Regions from separate parts of the Mus musculus genome. Here region 2 is linked to region 1. Evidence: chromatin contacts called from public Hi-C data. All regions are on one chromosome and are shown on one strand. Each heading gives the region's core, a stretch centred on a gene start, on an enhancer-like site or on the middle of the called end of the contact. The rest is flanking DNA. Distances are from core to core; before and after follow the strand shown.

Region 1 (5,167 bases), core at 1,964-4,463:
CACCCAGGCAGGTGACTAATGTACAACGTGACACATCTGTGTTCACCTCCGAGGAAACAAGACAAACTGTTTTTAACGTGCCCCACATTTTGCAGTCCCACTAGCAACGAATCAGTGTCACCATGGTTCCAGCATCCTCACTAGCCTTTGGTGGTATCACTGTTCCAGATTTCAGCCATTCTGATAAGTGTATAGTAGTTGCAATTTTAATGGAGGTGTGCAGCATCAGTAGGCATGAAAGGGGAGGCTTGCAGGTATCTGGAAGAGTAATTCTATAGCATGCTGAGTTGCAGTGTTCATATATAAGCTAGGCAAAGCAGATGTGTTGCTTTCTCCTTTATGTGAGTTCTCGTCCCACTCCCCCAAGGCCAGTTGGATCCAGAACTGGGTCAGGCAGATAATAAATCTTTGAGCATCTCAAAGTTTTCTTTAGGGGCCATTAGTCATGATTTTTATATATAAAGAATGACTCAGAGGAAAAGACACATTTTTTTACCCCCCCATCCTGTGTATGTTTGTGTGTGTGTATTTGTGTGCGTGCACACACAGCAGACACACAGAGGTCAAAGACAACTGCAGGTGTCAGTCCATATCTTCAACCTTGTCTTAAGAAAAGCTCTCTTGTTGGCATTGTGTATGCTAGTTCTCCTATCTCTGCCTCCTATCATTCTTAGTGTTGGGTTCATAGCACACACACTGCTGCATCTGGCTTATTGTGGGGTCTAGAGATCAGAACGTAGATTGAGAGATTTGTTTTATGAGCCCTTAATCCGTGGAGCCCTCTCCCCAGCCCAAGCAGACACAATAAAAAACAATGATTTCAGAGAGTTCTAAGTCACGTGGTCATTTTATTTTATTTTTTAATGATGAATTTTATTAAAATAAGACAACTGGGGTTGCTTAAACTGGGATGCTTCTGAGGTTGTCCAGGGACAGCACGGGGAGAATACGTGTCCCAGGGAGGAGACAGACAAGCTGTCAGACAAGGTCACTTCAGCGGCAGATAATTTGATTCCTTCTACATGTCTATATGATGGCTCCACACCATGATCACACTTGCTAAAGATGGACCAAAACAATATCTCCTGATAAATGATCAGTCTGGCTTTCTATTTCAGTGAGCTTGAGTTTTCTACTACCTGGAAGTTATTTCTAATTTATAGTTGGTTTGGGATGAAGCTGGGAGAGGAACCCAGTGCTTCATGGAAAGCAAGCAATGAACCCCAGGCACACCTGAAATTGTAGCAGTGGTTAGTCCTGACTAGAATCTACCTGCAGGTTATTCAGGTGCCTTCTCTACCTATGAGAGATGAGAGGGTTAACCTCAAAGATTCCCCATCATCCTCCCTACTGATGCCTGATGGTCTCTTCGGTCCACAGAGAACTGACATCTGGTCCTTTAAGGATCGGGTATCATCACAATGAGAATGTCTCCGGACAGCAGATAAAATCCAAAAGGCAGAAAAGCCAGATGCAGAGAGATGTGGGGAGAGCAGGAGGGTGTAGTGAGGTTTTAGGGGGGGGGTGATCTTCCTGCCAGGTTTGTGTTTGAGGAGAGATCACAAGTCTGGTCTCACCTCGGGCTTCACCACGCTGGGCGAAGGGGGTGGGGGAAGGGGGACCAAAACCAAAAAAAACAAAAACAAAAAAAAAAACAAACCCTGAAAGCAACCTTTAAGTTAGCACATCTGCTCCAGAGTTCCAGAAGGAAGGAATTAAGCAGATGGGCCATAACCCAAGCACAAGGATAAAGAGGCTGACATAGTGTTTGAAATGGGAGAAGGGACTCCTGGACTCTCTGAAGACAAGAAACAGCCAGGAGACCTAATTGCAAAAGGCTTAGGAGAGCGGGATGGGGGGTGGGGGAGGCAGGCACAAAGGAACCTGTGGGAGGAGTGAAGACCACACCTTGGAGGGGTTGCTTTATTTCCACTTCAGAGCTGTACACAGTCAATTTGGAAGCTAATATGGGTGCCATAAACCTTGGGATGCAATTCCTGAGTTTCTTTGGTCTCTCCCATAAGGAGCTGAAGAGAAGGGAAGGATGCCCAAAGTCCTTCCTCTGCCCTCCCCACCCCACCCTCCCCTCCCCTCCCCTCCCCACCCCAATATTCATGCTCTCTCTAGAAGCTTCCCTGGTGAGTTAGCTTTGCCTAAACAATTCAGCCCAGCTAAGTCCCAAAGTAGTCTCTGAACAACAGAATAATACTATCTGAAGCTCCAACGAAGGGGTCAAAGTTCAACTTCTGATTGAGCTTCATCTTTTGTTGAATATAACAAGCCAGATAGATGCTGTAATCAGTTACAACATGTTGCAGAAAGTTTTATATGAGTGAAAGAACATGCAAGGAGGAGAGAAGGAAGGAAGGAAGGAAGGAAGGGAGGGAGGGAGGGAGGGAGGGAGGGAGGGAGGGAAGAAGAAGAAGAAGAAGAAGAAGAAGAAGAAGAAGAAGAAGAAGAAGAAGAAGAAGAAGAAGAAGAAGAAGAAAGAGAGAGAATGAGAATTCCCCATCTCTATTTGTCAACTTGTCTTTCTCTTCTTTTAAATCTAACTCATCCTTTTCTCTTCAAGGTTGGGTGGTTTCTGATTTCCAGGGCTCTAAGTCCGAAGCTTGTCATGCCAGCCTGGAAAGAGGTCAGAGTGGAGACGGAATGAACTCCTTCCATGCACAGCCACAGCTAGAGCACCCGTGGAACACAGTGAGAAGAGGTGAGCACACAAGTCAATCCCCAGCCCTGCCTTCTGCAGGGGACAGATGTGGGTTCCTATCTTCTCGCATTTCACAACCAAGCTGGATCCTTGGGCCTTTTGCCTAATGATTGGCACTTCCCATGTGTGCCCTGCTGTGAGGGAGCGGAAATACTACCAAGGCGGCATAGGGTCAAACAGATGGCTGGCCAGGATGGTTTTTAAATCTCAGTTGGCTTGCTTTATTCCTGAGCATAGAAACAATACTGAAAGACCATTTGGGTAAATAGCTATGCATTTGAGAAAGAAAGAAAGAAAGAAAGAAAGAAAGAAAGAAAGAAAGAAAGAAAGAAAGAAAGAAAGAAAGAAAGAAAGAAAGAAAGAGGATACAGATTTGTCATTTAACTTGTAAAGCCAAATAACAGGGTTGACTTATTAACCTATCTTAAAGAATGGTCTGGTTGGAAACAGTAACTCGGGTTTAAATATAGAGTCCCAGCTGGGATGTCTGCCTTGTGTGATTACTCAACTAGAGACACTGGGTTAGGAAATGGACCTGGGATGTCTGCTTAGTTCCCCTACCACAGAGCAGGAGCCGGAGCATAGAAAACATTCTCACACAAAGCTCCCTGATGACGGTGTCTCTAAATGAGTAAGTATCTGTTTACATATGCACCTATTTAAATTCACTATCAAGGGCATGAGTCTACTTTTATAAATTTAGCGTCCTCCCATCGAATGAGCAAAACTCACAAACAATTCTATTTTATCCACTGCAGGGGTATGATTAGTAATTTCACCAGAGCCACTTAAACATGCATTGTACAGCACTCAGACAAGCGTTTCTAGAGTGAAGCTGGTTCTATTTATTTAGAACACAAAATTATAATGGAAAATTACTCTGAACGGTTAAACCCCGATACTACAGAGGCAAGCTTACATGTTTCCCCACATTGATCTAATTTAATGAGTTGGGCAAAACATTATGGATAATTATGCATTAGATCTCTGAGAATATCTATGCTCCCTATCTCAAAATAAAACAATCCCACAGAGGGCAAGTTCTAGAGTGATAGAAGAATACAAAAGGTGTGTGTGTGTGTGTGTGTGTGTGTGTGTGTGTGTGTGTGTGTGTGTGGAGGGAGTAGGGGACACTTCTGGCATCTCTCCTTTAGGAAAACTTTCGAGAGCTAGGCAAGAACTCTCAGTCAGTAACAACTCTCTTGCAATCATGAGGACCCGAGTCTGATCACCAGAGCCTATACTTGACAAAAAATTAAATTCACAGAAGCTGGTGTAGTGGTTCATACTTGTAATCTCAGCCCTGGGGAGGTGGATGCAGGAGGATTCCTGGGGCTGGTTATCTAGACAGCTTAGCTTTCTCAATGAGTCCCAGGCCAGTGAGAGGCTCTGTCCCATAAACAGCCATTGTGGGGGTTTTCTTGGCCCCATTCAATAAAATGATGGACATTTAGGACACGTTTGAGATGGACAGTCTTTGTTTGTTTGTTTGTTTGTTTGTTTGTTTGTTTCCTCCCTCCCTCCCTTCATATATATATTTCGACATATTTCCATATATATATTTCCATATGTATCTATATCTATATGCATGCTCATATGAGTGTACTTGGTTGCATGTGTGTTTGGGGGGAATGCATGCAGGTGCATGTGGAGGTGAAAGGTTGCTGAAGTCTAGTGTCTCCCTCTCTTGTTCCACCTTACGTTTTTTTGAGGCAGGGTCTCTTACTAGAGTTGACTGGTGAGCTAAGATGGCTGCTGAGAGTATCCTAAGGATCTGTTGTCTCTCCTCCCCAGCCCTGGGGTTCTATCCCACCCTGTTCTCCCTGACTTTTGGTGTGAATACTAGGGATTTGAATTCAGGATGATGCTTGTGCAGCAAACACTTTACCAACTGATGCATCTCTCTAAACCCCTGCTTAATTTTTTTCTTAAAATGCTGTTCTTTTCAAAGCATAAAATGTCAACAGGCAAGACATTTGAAAAGGCATCATTCATTCATTTCTTAATTTTGTTTCCTGTTGCTGTGATAAAATACCCAAACAAAAACAACATAAGGGACAAAGGACTGACTTAGCTCACAATTCCAGGTCATAGTTCATTATTTTGGGAAGCTAGTGTGGCAGGAAAATGAAGCAGTTGATCATATGACAGCCATCATCAAGAATGGTGAGTGACTAATATATGCACACTAGTGCTTAGATGGCTTTGTCTACTCTTTAGTGGTCCAGGAGCCACTGTCTAGGGAATGGTGTTGCCCACAGTAGGCTGGGTCTTCCTACATCAGTTATTATAATCAGGACAATCTTCCAAAGATATATACACAGGCCAACCTAATCTAGGCAATCTCTCATGGGGACTTTCTTTCCATGTGATCCAAGATTGTGTCAAATCGATAATAAACCCAATCAGTACATTATCCAAATTTATGTTTATGAATATATTCTGTATAGAGAATAA
Region 2 (5,167 bases), core at 1,768-4,267, 240 kb before region 1:
ATTGTTTGGTCCTTACAGCAGCTGCTTATGAGGTAGGGGCTGAGCAGAGTTCACAATGGCTAGGGGAATAGATGGATAGAGGGGTGGGTGAATGGATGGATCAGTAGACAGATGAGAGACAAATGGATGGGTGGTGTATAGATGGAGGGATGGATGGAAGAGTAGATGAAGGATGGATGAATGTGTGGGTGAGCTGATGGACAAATGGGATGATGGATGGATGGATAGATAGATAGATAGATAGATGAATAGATGATGGATGGATGGATGGATGGATGGATGCCTCCCTGGTTAGATGGGCAGACTGACAGATGAGTTGGGAGATGTATGGATGGACAGACAGAGAGTAGATCAATGGGTGGATAGGTCAATGGGTAGATGGAGAAGAGAATAGATGAATATTTGACTAGGTGGATAGGTGGATGGATGGATGGATGGATGAATGGATAGATGAATGGATGTATAGATGGATAAATGGCTGGCTGACTGGTTAGATGGGTAGATTGACAGATAGGTTGATAGATGTGTGAACAGACAGAAGAGTAGATCGATGGATGGATGCCTCACTAGGTAGATGAATAGATCAATGGTAGATGGATGAAAGAATAAATGAGTATTTGATGGATGGATTGATGGATGGATTGACAGGTGGACTGATGGGTAACTAGATGAGTAGATATATTTATATGAAGATTAATAGACTTGTGGGTAGGCAAATGACTGGAAGGGTAGAGTTGAAAATGTTTGTGAATGGATAGATGGATGGATGGGTGAAGATTTCGAGATAGTAGAATGAAGATGGGTGGGTAAATAGGTGCACAGGAAGATAAAAAATAAGTGGATGAATGGATGGAAGGACAAAAATCCCCCCTTATGGATACATCTGCTTCAAGACAGCCAAAACAACCGAGGGGGGAGAGAGAGAGAGAAAGAGAGAGAGAGAGAGAGAGAGGGAGAGGGAGAGGGAGAAAGAGAGAGAGAGAGAGAGAGAGAGAGAGAGAGAGAGAGAGAGAGAGAGCCTAAGATGATATGTAAGTAGTGATGACATATACACAGGAATTTAATCTGAAAGCTTTCAGAAAGTTCTCAATCTAACCATTCTAGGTCACTGACTCCCATGAGAACCTATCTAGAGTTGATTTGTGCTGGAAAATTGCACACATGTGCAGTTCGGCAAACATTTCTGAACTAAAGATGTCACCCACCACCCATGTGGTGCCATGCTAAGCTCTAACTTTCATTTGCATATTTGTCTCCTACTAGACACTGTCCTCTGGAGAGAGCAGAGTCCCATCTGAGTATCTGAACCTGACTAAATAACACCCTGTGCTGAGCAATAGTTGCTGTGACCAGTCGCTCTTTCTGCAGGTATGGCTACTCTGGGCCCCACTTTCATCTTTTCTATTTGCAGGGCAGATGGTGAGGGCTGGGCAGAGAGAATTCTCTCCATCTGCTGTGGACAGTGGTATGGAACAGTTGGGAGGGGCCCCAGGAAGGGGTCTTTTCACTCACTGGTCAAGAGTGGTTTAAAACAGTTTCCACACTGAGAGAGGATGGGAAGCAATTTTAGCCACTGTCCCAGACTTATCATTAGCATGTAAACGCTGTCCAGGATTGGGGAACATATTAGCATAATAGCCAAGCATAGAGTCTATCACTAATCACATCTTTAATCAATGTTGTAATTTACAGACCATTGACTTTCCTCATTTATTACCTCTCTGCGCTCGGGTGGGTGGAATCTTGCCTCTCCAGAATATATAAATGATTAGGAGGAACACGGAAGACACAAAGGTGCTACGCACGATAGAGTCATCGTCCCCGCTGTTCCTGACGGTGTCACCAATGTCCGGGGACGACTCCGGACAAATTAATCATGTCCTAAGTGGCTGGCAGTGGGAATGAGGGTACCACACAAAATGAACAGGTTCTCTTACAAAAAGGAACTGATTCCTGCAGGAATCTTTCCAGCCCATTGGCTGTGTTTCTCGGAATCTTTTCATCTCTGTCGGTGGGCTGTGCACGTGAGCCGAATGCTTGGTGGAAAATTGGATCAGCATTAGGTCACTGTCCATGAGGACCTGGAGGGTAAGGCGAGTTAGTGGAGGTTTTGAATGGGGATTACATAGAGCCAGTTGTCTTATTTTGATGTCCCTCGGGGGGTTGGTACTTTCTGATGACCTAGGAGTCAGTCTCCATGGAGAAAGCATAGGTGTCGATTGCCAACTGCTGATGTCTAGGGAACCATCCTATAGCCACTGGGGACTTTAAAGATTTATGGACACCCAGCCTGTGGAATCCACAGCAGCTTCTGACTTTTGGGGGGACTGTGGATCATGCTCACATGTCTCATGGAATCTTGTTTGATGCTAGTTTCAAACTCTGAGAATCACTCCATCACATGAGACAGCCATGTCTTCTATCTCAATTATGTCTGTCATTGTTCTGAATACTAATTACGGTGCTTTAAAAGTCATCTCCAATAACAGCCTACCTTCAGATATCCAACTGTTTTCTTCCATGTCTCTGCTGGAGGCAAGCTTGCGAACCTTAGCCCCGTTCAGCCTCCTTGTCAAAACAAGATTACATAATGTACATTTCAAATTCGGAAAATTCAATAATCAGACTCCTGGCCTAATTCTTTTTCTATTTTGGTGGCTGCCGCTATGTATAAGTGGAGTCTAGGCATAGGGAAATCAAAATTGCTTCTGGATACACCTGAACTCATGAGCCAGCTCTGTCCATGTAGGAGATCATTGGCTCTCAGATCTCATTTCCCACTTTCAGTATGCCTGCCTACCACTGCTACAGAAACCCTGTGGGGGCTTGGCACACTGATAGCATCCTATTTTGCAGATGAGAATCCCGAGGCCTGCTGCGGAAGGCTGCTTGCCTACAGCAGACAGAATGAGTTCCATTTATAGCTATAAGTTCAGAGCTCACCCAGGCTGCTCCAACCCTGCACGTTAACAGACTCTAACGCGAGACTGTAGCCTTGACCCAACTGTCTCTCCATGTCATTCCTATTGCTGAGATGGCAGGGAAAGGCAGGCACTAAGAGGAACTGCAGCTTGGCAAGTGTGACATGGGCTTCAGCCAGGTTGGCTACATGCCAGAATCCTTCCTAAAGGCTGTTCTTGCTCTTGTCCATTTGGTCCACCCCAGACCAGTCTGCTTGGACAGGTTGTGTCTTTCTGAGCTCAGGCAGGGGACAGATGGTCAGGAAAATATAGTATGAGCTGAAGGGAGGAATTCTGTGAAGATATGGAAGAGGTTGAGGGAGATCATTGGGATGTGCTGATGTCTGCCAGAACTAGAGTGTCCTGGGAGGTTAGTGGGTTTTAGAGCATGCTCCGAATTCTCATCCATTCTGAAAAAGGTTGTGGCTGTTGGACATAGGGTTGCACATGCCATTAGTTAAGGAAGAAACCAAGATGGCTTAAATATGACCTAGATCAATTTGTACCCTGGGACAATCATTGTCATGGTTTGAGTACGCATGGCCCAGAGAGTGGCACTATTAGGAGGTATGGCCTTGCTGGAGTAGGTGTGTCACTGTGGGCATGGGCTTTGAGACCCTGCTCCTAACTGCCTGGAAGTTAGTTAGTCTTTCTGTAGCAGCCTTCAGATGAAGTGTAGAGCTCTCATCTCTTCCTGCACCATGACTGCCTAGACGCTGCCATACTCCCACCTTGATGATAATATACTTATCCTTAGAACCTGTAAGCCAGCCCCAATTAAATACTGTCCTTTATAAGACTTGCCTTGGTCATGGTATCTTGTCCCAGCAATAGAAACCCTAACAAAAACAATAACAATTTTTTGAGTCCTAGACTCTTTCTAAACTCTGTAAATGCCCTTAACTGGTGGGCAGCCTCACTGACACAGCTGTGTTACCATTCCCACTGCAGCTAAGTTCTCTTGTGTTTTCTCTGTCCTAGTGCTCAGCACATGTCATATATGTCTACCACAGGGCCTTTGCATCCCCTCTTCTTGCTGCAGAAGACTCTTCTGTAGCTGTCTGTACATTCCTTCATCACAGCAGCCAGATTTTTAATGCAGAAGATCCTGACCAGGGACAGTTTTGTCCCCAGAGGCATTTCCGATATCTCTGGAAATCATGGCAGTCATGATTAAGGGGAACATTGCAGCTAGTGGGGAAAGAGGCTGGGGTTGTATGTCAAGACTGTAAGGTTCACTGACAGCCCCTCATGCCAAATGCCCTAAATGCTATCTGTACCACTGTACCGACGCTGAGAAATGGAGTTTAAATTAGGTACCTATGCTTTCAAGGTAAGCAGTTTATCAACCTAGCTATCGCTACTGCCCACACGCCTGTGTTTTTTAGCCTTGGAGGCTTGTCTATGTCACAAGGTCTTGATAGCTCTGTAGATGAGGATACTGCGACTCAGAGTGGCTGGAATTCCTGCAGTCACTCAGAAGGCAAGTGGCAGGGCAAAAGTGTGGTAGGGTCCCTCTGTCTAACTTCAGCCTCTACACAAAGTCACCACATTGGACACTTACAGGACATGAGCAATACCCCCACAGAGACCTTTTGTCTACCTGGCACTGGGTAGACATTTTTTTTTAAAGATTTATTTATTTATTATATTTAAGTACACTGTATCTGTCTTCAGACACAGCAGAAGAGGGCATCAGATCTCATTCCAGATGGTTTTGAGCCACCATGTGGTTGCTAGGAATTGAACTCAGGGCCTCTGGAAGAGCAGCCAGTGCTCTTAACCACTGAGCCATCTCTCCAGCCCTGGACAGACATTGTAACCTCAGCACAGCTCACTAGAGCTGTCGGATGCTTCTTGTATGATGTTTAGTAACATTCTCTGCATCCCTAGATGTTAGCGGTCCAACTGCCACGCATCACAACCTAAACTGTCTCAAGATACTGCCAGGTTACTTCTAGGGGAAGATGACACCCGGTAGAGCTTTGTTTCTGAAGCTTTGTCAGAACTCACAGCAGCCCCAGGAGGGAGGAGAACATCCTCAAGATGCAGAGGAAACAACAAGGGCAGATAAGATGGCTCAGTAGGGAAAGGCACTTGCCTCAGAAGCTTGGCTAATGGAGTTCCATCCCCAGAACCCACACATAAAGGTAGAGAGGAGAAGTGACTTTGTTAAGTTGTTCACTGGCCTACACACCCACACACAC

The links. Hi-C and Micro-C count contacts between places; a contact is called where the count stands out from the background.
Region 2: a Hi-C map of cerebellar granule neurons shows a contact between it and region 1, with 1.6 times the contacts expected there. The contact joins two enhancer-like sites. A contact is called at or near these places in 2 of 484 Hi-C or Micro-C datasets (brain and cerebellar granule neurons) and 1 of 9 other capture datasets (pancreatic islet).

The regions. Positions count from the first base shown.
Region 1 is chr5:127,303,592-127,308,758 of GRCm38.p6, reverse strand. All of the region lies in intron 1 of Tmem132c (transmembrane protein 132C), which reads right to left. Among named protein-coding and RNA genes, the nearest start is that of Tmem132cos, 25 kb to the right of the region's middle. Within about 2 kb of position 3,213, at least 12 of the 459 cell types and tissues checked have an H3K27ac peak or open chromatin away from gene starts, as enhancers often do. A contact at or near this core is called in cerebellar granule neurons, where this site is marked.
Region 2 is chr5:127,544,606-127,549,772 of GRCm38.p6, reverse strand. The region is part of intron 5 of Tmem132c (transmembrane protein 132C); the gene reads right to left. Among named protein-coding and RNA genes, the nearest start is that of Slc15a4, 70 kb to the left of the region's middle. Within about 2 kb of position 3,017, at least 7 of the 459 cell types and tissues checked have an H3K27ac peak or open chromatin away from gene starts, as enhancers often do. A contact at or near this core is called in cerebellar granule neurons, where this site is marked.